Linked DNA regions of Danio rerio: region 1 is linked to region 2. A link is a contact called in public Hi-C data. All regions are on one chromosome and are shown on one strand. Each heading gives the region's core, a stretch centred on a gene start, on an enhancer-like site or on the middle of the called end of the contact. The rest is flanking DNA. Distances are from core to core; before and after follow the strand shown. Region 1 holds the start of pm20d1.1 (peptidase M20 domain containing 1, tandem duplicate 1). Region 2 holds the start of nfascb (neurofascin homolog (chicken) b).

Region 1 (4,410 bases), core at 1,674-4,173, 140 kb before region 2:
ATGTCCCCTTTTTTGCATACAGTGCTACAAAGAGAAGATCTATAAAGGGAGCTGCAGGCCGTCCCGTGCAGTTTAAATATCCTGAATTGCCTCTACTGAGTCCCACTATATTGGAGAGGCAGGAGATTCAGCAGCGTCTGGTGCCTCTATGGGTTCAGGTCATTGTCTTCCTTATGGTGGTCTGCCTGCTCTACATCATCTACTCCTGCATGGACGAGCAGCTCTCCAGTCCTTTCACTGCTCTTCTCGATGGTCTGCATGAATCGGCTCTCACATGCATCTCATCCTTCACTGGCGCTTAGCTTTGATGCACTGATGCCAAACGAGGATGTGTCGATTTAATCTCAGGGTCTAGTCCAGCAAATGTCGTTCAAATTATCTTTTATAAACTAGTGTCAGAGGAGATTTTTGTTGAACCGAGTGGAACTAATATACATAACTCCACCATGCTTGCTTTTGAAAGACAGAATAGGGTTTTAAAACTTTAAAAAGGATGTGTTGTCGGCTAGCCCTTTGCATGGATTTTTTTTCTGGTTGATCTTATACAGACGTGTGTTTTATACTGTTTTCTTTACTTGAAAGTTACAGAGGTTATTTATACTCTTGTTGTCCATCCTGATACAGATACCTGAACTTGTACAGAGACAATCACATTCTACTTACAGTCTTACAGAAGTCATGATCACTTTGCTTTTAAATGTCTACTTTGTGTTTGGTGGTTTTATTTGTGAATAAATAAATTTGTTCTCCAAAGCTTTGTGTTTTCATAAAAGCACACAAATAAACCTCCTATTAAGGGGTTGTCGAAAGATTATTTGGAATGGTTGACAAACATTCAGTAGGAAAGTAATATTTTATAGCAAATACAAAACATTCTGGTTGTGTATTACAAATCCTACTATTTTGTTAAATTTTAATTGTCTACTTGGGATTAATGTTTTTTTTAAGAACCAAACCCCACTAACATTTTAAACGGCTAGATAAATAAATATAACTATTAGTAAATAATGTTTTACCTACGGAAAACAGGTAGCCCACTGTTTATTCTGATTTTGCATACAAACCCCATACACTTGCCTGTCTCACGCACGTTTCACTATCAAAAAAACTATATTTTTGTACTTCGTAGACAAAATGGCTGCAAGACCGCTATTCTACATACACTTATATAAGTCGCTTGTGATGGATTTATATTATGAATGTACGGCAATCTCATTGGCCGAGGCTCAACCGGAAGTCAGGTGACCCCAAATTGGCGGTTGCTCTCTATTTTCATCAGAAAACCTTCCTGTCAAGGTTATTTGATTATTTATCATCGTATTAATTTGTGATTACATTATGGCTACTATCAAAATGTTCAGGAAATGTGTGAGACCATGTACTCATCGTATTGCAATGGAGGACACGCATGAGTTTTGTATTCTGTGCTTGGGCGCAGAGCACGCTCGGGCGGCTCTTGCAGGCTCTGACTGCGCCCACTGCCAGCGTTTCACGGTACCCAAGCGCCGGTCCCGACTGGCTGTGTTTACCAATTTAGAAACCCGTGCATCTGCACCCCGTGTTTCTGGCCCCGTGTCTGCTGAAGCGGTAAGCATGGCCTCCGCAAACGAGCGCGCAGCCGCAGGTGCTCGCCCACACTCCGAGCAACCCATTCTGGATGCGAAACCGGACCTTGTAACAACTTCCAGTCTAAACGAGAACCAGCTTCCAGCATCAAAAAGGTTAAACATCAGGTCAGCACAACATGTTATACCTGCTAAGCATCAAGGTTACTTTGAGATGCTTGATGTTGTTACTCGGGCTGTGGCTAGACTGAGTCTTGACTGGCCACGAGACCCCATTGAGAAACCCAATCGGCTGAATGGGATGTATATCATTGCAGACCAAGCTCACCCCTCAAAGCAGAGCCTTCCATTCTTACCTGACACCCACAGAGAGTTGTCAAGGTCATGGAAGACTCCTTACGCGGCCCCAGTATATCACCCAGTGCTGTCTTTCTCCTCTAATGTCGTGGGGTTGAAAGAGCATGGCTATGTAGCCATGCCTAAGGTGGAACAGGCGTTAGGGAACCATCTCTCCCCTTCCACCGCATCGTTTTTTTGCACCCCAACATTGCCTCCAGGGCCCTCTCAAGTGACCTCTCGTCTGGTTGGTAAGGCGTATAAAGCTGCAGGTCAAGCTGGAGGTGCGTTGCACACTCTGTCAGTGTTACAGGCGTACCAGGCCAAGTTGCTGAAGGACCTGGACACAGGCAAGGGCATTGGTCCTGAAGCGGTTACCGAAGTCCGCAAAGCCATTGATTTGTCACTTCGAACCATCAAGCAAACAGCCCAAGCCATTGGGTACTCTATGGCTGCAATGGTTGTCACCGAGAGACATCTCTGGCTGGATTTGTCCTCTCTGAAGGAAAGTGACAAAATTTTCCTCCTCAATGCCCCGATATCTCCATTTGGCCTGTTTGGGAATGCGGTCGATGAAGTTCTTGAAAGGTTTGAGCAAGACAAAAGGCTTTTTCCAGTGTTAAGACAGTTCCTCCCTCGTCGTGTACAGGAGCCTGCAGCTTCACCCAGCAGACACTGGCATGAACTTAGCACTTACAGAGAGGATCTGAAGGCCAGTGTGGCGGCTCGACTCCCTCCTCCTAGACGCAGACGGGCCAGGCGTCATGCTCGACGCTTCTAAGATGGCTTCTAAAAATAGAAGAAACCTTATTTAAATAGTTACTCAAATTGTGTTCATTAGTTTTAAGTGTTAAAATATTTGAGTTTTTTGTTAATCCAAAAAAAAAAAAATCCAAAAAATAAGTTGGTCTAAGATAAGTTGGTCTTTACGTTTTGTTATTGGTGTTATATCACACCAGCAGAGGCCCCTTTGTTGCGTCATCAGTGAGGCTATAAAAATATGAACCCTGATCTTACACATGATTGTCATTTTTTGCTGAACTTTTGAAAGATGAAGACCAAATTCACCAAGAAGACTGTTTTGAAGTTTTTTGGGATACTGTTTGCAATCCTACTACTTTCAGTTTTAATTTTGTTTTCGGTTGTGATCGGTAGAACATTTACTTTTAAAGTGAACAGAGAGCTTGGTCAATGGGAAAATACAAGCACCATTTATCCCTATTTAAGTCCAGAACAAAAAGAGAAGCTACTGGACAACTTTAAAGGTAAGAAAAGAGAATTTATTTAGAAATATGTTTTAATAACTCTTTATAGGATTCAATGGGGATTATTTAATAAATGATTTTAGTGTATATACAGTGCTCAGCATAATTGAGTACACCCCATTTTGAAAATGCATATTTGTATTTATGTCCCAGTGAATATTGGCGATGTGTTTTTTTTTTTTTTTTTGGTGCATTTAAACAAAACTGATTTATTAAACAGATATATATTTATTAAAATAATATTTCTCACCAAACATATTTAGAAATTAAAAGATAATACAATTAAATTTAAGCAAAATAATGCAAAAACCACAACCCACAAATATACAACTAAACTTTTCACTTTTGATTTTTCTTCTTTTTTAAAATTTGTATTTCATATTTTTCTATAATATAAATTTGGTTGTACTAGTTTTTGGACTGTTATCCTAAGTTATTTTGTTAGATAAGGTCCAGATTTGGCTTCAGTGCTGACTAATCTAATGTAAATGCACAAATATAATATTGCATGGCTTTCTATTAAAAATATGAATTTAAAATGTAGATTTGTGATGGGTGTACTCATATGCTGAGCACTATATGTCAACATTTAAAGTGGATGAAAACTAGAGCTGCACAATTTATCGTTTCAGCATCAATATGATATGATCGTTCGCAATAGTCACATTGCAAGATAAATATTGAGTTTGTATTATAATAGTTTTTGATGCTTATGATTGTATGATTTAAAAAAAATACAGGTATAAGACATTGTGTCATTTGTGACTTTACTTTTACTGTTAGACTGTTTTAGGTTTCTTAGATTTTTGTTGTATCTTTTGGTTGATTATATTTATCGATGGCCAGTATAAGATTCTGATGATATGATAACAAAAACGTCACAGTATTGTAATTGCTGCTCCAAAATAAGTTCTTTTTAAATGTCTGGGTAAAAAAAAAAAACTTTTCCCCCATTGAGCACAATATATTTTATTTTAATAAACATTTAAAATGTTGCCCTAAAAAACTAAATAAAATAGTTGTGAAAAACATGTTTAAAACACAACAACTTATACATACCTTAGGAATAGGATAACAGAAAACTTTGGCAGTTTTAAGACCTTGACCTTTCCAAACCGTGATAACCTTAAAATCAGTTATCGTTCCATGCCTAAACACATGCAAATACAGCAATGTACTGCAAATAGCACAGACCACAATTAAAATGTGTTGGGGGGGGGGGGGACCCCAAAAAAGTTTACAGA
Region 2 (4,534 bases), core at 1,352-3,851:
ATCAGCCTCTAAAATTTGAGTTTAAAATGTGTAAATGTGAGTTGCATGGTCAAAGACATGGAGGTGAATGAATCGACATTCAAGAGGGACGAGCTTGACTCAGGGGAGAAGATGTGGGTGGAAACAGGACCTCGGTGACTGAAACACATTCTCAGCCCACATCTGCTCAGGCACGCAGGGACACATAAAATACAGTCATACTATACGCTCCGTGGATGAGCTAATACGAAAGCGAGAGTCATGATGGAACAAAAAAGTTCTTGAGTCAGCTCACACTAGGTGAAAAGATTCATAAGTATGATCTAATAGCGGTCAGTATCTAGCTGTCCGTGTGCCATCGGCAGCACTGCAGTGCCATGCACCAAACTGTACAAAGCCTGAATGAAGCTCTTCCTCCAGAGACGGGACAATGACAGCTCTGTGCTCGTGGACACATACGCTGCTCTGTTCAGTCTGGGTTTTATCAGTTCAGCCTTAAAGTACCACGACAGCTTGTTCAGAGAAACAGATGCTGCTTAACTTGTCATGAGATACTGAATCTGAGCATGAACATTTACTGTATTAGCATGATACAAAAGCCTTAAAATTAATCATTTACATATAGAAAAGGAGTCCATCAGTTTCTTTAAAGCAGAGGTTGAAATAAAATAACCGCTCAGAGGGAAAACTCAGGGGATTTGCCCATTCATTTTTTACAATGGAATAAGCCTGTGGCTTTTTTGTGTATTTGATCATTGACAGTTTTAAAAATATGTATGAATTAGTCTAATTGGACTCGTTTGTTTATTTTTGGTAAATTTGTCAAATGAAATCAATCAATCAATCAATCATTAATGCAGGATAAAGTCTGTCTCATACTTAAAATGACAACTATAATGTTCACTATTTTAGTCCAGCAAACTACTAAAGCTATCAATAGTACCCAGCAGAAAACTTGAACAACATGTGAAAAAACACGTAAAAAAATGAAAATTGGCTTGATATTTCTGCTGTGGCAACCTCAGATTAATAAAGGGACTGAGACGAAAAGAAAATTCTTGGATATTTAGGCCTAAACCAGTCAGTATAACCAGTAAAAATATAACTTTGTTTTTTTTTTAAAGACAGTAATGGTATTATTTTTACCTTTAAAATTTTTAACTTTAGAAAGCTTTTTTTTTATTTTTTTTCATCTGAAAGCCTTAATTGCAAATGTACACTAGAATTTGTATTCGTACCTACAATGCATGTAAACTACTACTTTGATGTCAAAACAACATCAAATGGACATCTAATATTGGTGTCCACAAAATTACAGGATACATTTTATATGTTAGCAGTCAGTTAGATGTCGTTTTTGGCATCAAGGTAGTCAATTGACATCAAATCAATTAGCATTTTTCACATTTCTTTCAATTAAGGTGCTTTAAGCATAATTAAGCATATATTAATGGGAAACCCAAAAAGAAAACTAATACTTTAAATCGTGCTTTAAATCGTTATTTTTTTTCCAAAATTTTGGGATTTACACACTTTAAAATTGGCATTGATGGTTTCAAGAAGAACACTTAACTTTCATAACCATTTCCAGTTCAAAAGTTTCTTAATAATAAATGACAATGTTCTTTAGAAAAAAAATGTTTTTTTTTTTTAAAGAACTAATTACTAAAAAGATCTTTTTGGGAACCCAAAATTATTCTTTTATCCTTCATTTCCAGAGCCTTTTTTAAATCAAAGATATGAATAGCATGTTTCAAATAACACATTGATATTTGTTTATTTTCTAAATAGCTGTTGGTGAATGATAATTGCTAACCTAAAACAAAACAATAGACATTCCATTCAATGTTTTTTAGTGTTCTTGAGATATTGCTGTAGTTTATATTTTCTATCTATTGATCTACTACCTCATGAGCAACTTTAAATACGTAATTGTTTTAATATCTATTTTAGAGTACTTCTCTTAAATACACTGAGTAAAAAAGAAGATTACAAACATCATATTTAGCATGATAGTCTTCGCTGTTGACACTCTTCCATGACAGGAGTAATTCAGAAGCAGCTGACTCACAACTCTCAGCTCAAGCCTGAGAAAACGGCCACCATAATCAAACATACATTGTGTTTCTGACAGTGACATCATCACACTGCTTTTACAACCAGTCATGGTGAAAGACGTTCCAGATAACAACGAAAGATTTGTCATTAAACTTAATAAATAAATGTGAAAATATTAAATGCAAAAGTAGAAGTGAAATAATAAATTCTGCTAAAATCATATATGTGAATAAGTGTATACTTTCTATCTTTCTTCTCTTTTAAAATAAATAAAAAATGATCTTCCTTACCCTTTTTTCAGTGGATTCAGTCAATGTTCCTTTGTGTCTGTTTTCAGTTTATTAAAGCATCATAATTGTGTTCTTTGTCCATGTTTTCTCTTCTATGCCACAACACAACACCTTAATATTGTTACTGTATATTAGAAAAGGAGTCCACCAGTGTCCTTAAAGAAGAGGTTGAAGTGAAATACCCTCTCAGAGGAAAAATTCTGTCCAAAATAACAAACAGAGCTCTTGACTGATGTCAGTCACTGCTAGTCACATGAGCAGAGACTACGTGACTGATTTATTAGCACTGAAAACAACACTAAAATCACCATGTTTGCACTTTAAAAACACCGCACAATTTTGAGTGAAAATTTCTATGCTTGCTTGAGATATATTTTAATTCCACTAAAATCCACTTTTAAAATGTTAAATGGGGTTATTTTCAGACCTTATCACATTCACATTCAGAATGGCTTATGTTGATTGGACTAAAAATGACTGATTAATGATTGAATGTTGATTGGACAATGAAATCAAGTTGGGCCAACTAAAAAAATTTACAAATAAGTCATATTTTGAACAGGGAAATTGAATGAAAATGTCAGAAACTATTACTAAATAATTGGTTGAAGCTACTTGAATTTAATCTTAGATATTTAAAAAGAAGAAGTTGTGAGATACAGTGTAATATGAGATTTTGTTTCTGTCATTTAATAGATATTTTCAGTTTTTCTAGTATTTACATTTTCAGTATATAATATGGGTAAATAAAAAAACACCTGCAGTGGAATGAACCGCTAAGTTATCCAGCATGTATTACACAGCGGATGCCCTTCCAGCTGCAAATCGGTACTGGGAAACACCCATAAACTCTCGCATTCACACTCTACTGACAATTTAGTTCAATTCACTTAAAATGCATGTCTTTGGACTGTGGGGGGAACTGGAGCACCCGGAGGAAACCCACGCAAGCACGGGGAGAACATACAAACTCCACAGAGAAATGCCAACTGACTCAGCTCGGACTCAAACCAGCAACCTTCTTGCTGTGAGGCAACAGTGCTGACCACTAAGCCACCATGGCACCCCTATTTCATTTTCTTCTTTCTGAATTAACTACATGACAGACAATCAGTGCTTTTGGATAAATCACATAAAGTGCATGTTTTATTTAATTTCATAACCTTGACAAATGACATACCAATACAAGAAATGAATTCATATATAAATACATTACATTGTAATAATACATATTCACATCCAAACACATTTACAAGCTTTTGGTGGTTTCATTGCAGAAGTGCTTAATACATTCAGTCTGTTTAAACAACAGATTCTGTTTTTTGAAAGGTTTTTACAAGTTTTTACACATTTCTGTAGAGACAATAACAGTTTTTATTTTCTTTTAGAAATGTACAGGCTCCCAAACCCCTGTTGCCATGTAAATGTACGGATAAAACAATGTTTTGTGTTTCATTTGCATGATGGTGTTGATGGTGCATGTACTATAACATGGCTGTGTTTTTGATTTGTAACAAGGCCCTCCATAATCCTTTTTACCTTATTCTTCACATACAAGCGGGCGCAGCCATTTGAATCTTTTTGGCTGGAGACTCATTCACTTTCATTCGTTTTTAGATGATAAAAACAGCTCGTTTTGCTGCTTGATGTTGCAAACTGTATGACTTTGCTTTATCTGTATAATCATGCAATCACTTGTTTGTAGAGCAGGAAGTTTTACTGTTTTCTGTGTTTTAATATTCCTGGTCATTTCTCCCATGGCTGAATCAGAAGTTCTAAAACAATCACAAAAACGAGCGCACTTTTGCATTGAAGAATAAGGTCAATATAAATGTCTACACTTGGAGGAATCTATTTGAAAATGGCATTTTCACCTAAAAACATCCCATGTCCACACTATCACGTTCAATCATTTCCCAAAATCTGGTCATCCAGAAATGACAGAAAACGCTGCAGTACTCTGTATGCGTTACGACCAACACAATCTCACGGCAATTCGTAACTTTTTCATTCAGTGGCTAATTCGTATAAATTTGTACAATCTAATTCGTACAATTTAGTACGATTTGCTTATCCCCCAATGACGGTTGGGGTTAGGGGTGGGGTTAGGTGCCACGCCTCCTTTTTAAAATCGTATCATTAGCCACTAAACAGGCAAAACGTAAAATACTTACGTTTTCTCGTGAGATCAGGCTGGTTAAGACATA

The links. Hi-C and Micro-C count contacts between places; a contact is called where the count stands out from the background.
Region 1: a contact with region 2 is called in a Hi-C map of embryo, with 1.8 times the contacts expected there. The contact joins the promoter of pm20d1.1 here to the promoter of nfascb in region 2. A contact is called at or near these places in 7 of 18 Hi-C or Micro-C datasets (caudal fin, embryo, hematopoietic stem cells and 2 more) and 1 of 4 datasets of contacts at active chromatin or transcription factors (caudal fin).

Annotation. Positions count from the first base shown.
Region 1 is chr23:20,930,314-20,934,723 of GRCz12tu, reverse strand. pm20d1.1 (peptidase M20 domain containing 1, tandem duplicate 1) reads left to right here and starts at 2,923. Exons shown (of 13, transcript NM_001037371.2): 1 at 2,923-3,166. The coding sequence starts at 2,953. It overlaps lemd1 (LEM domain containing 1), which reads left to right. Exons shown (of 6, transcript NM_001002606.1): 6 at 23-753. The coding sequence ends at 302.
Region 2 is chr23:20,792,696-20,797,229 of GRCz12tu, reverse strand. nfascb (neurofascin homolog (chicken) b) reads right to left here and starts at 2,601. Exons shown (of 28, transcript XM_068216883.2): 1 at 2,328-2,601. It also overlaps the pseudogene LOC559664.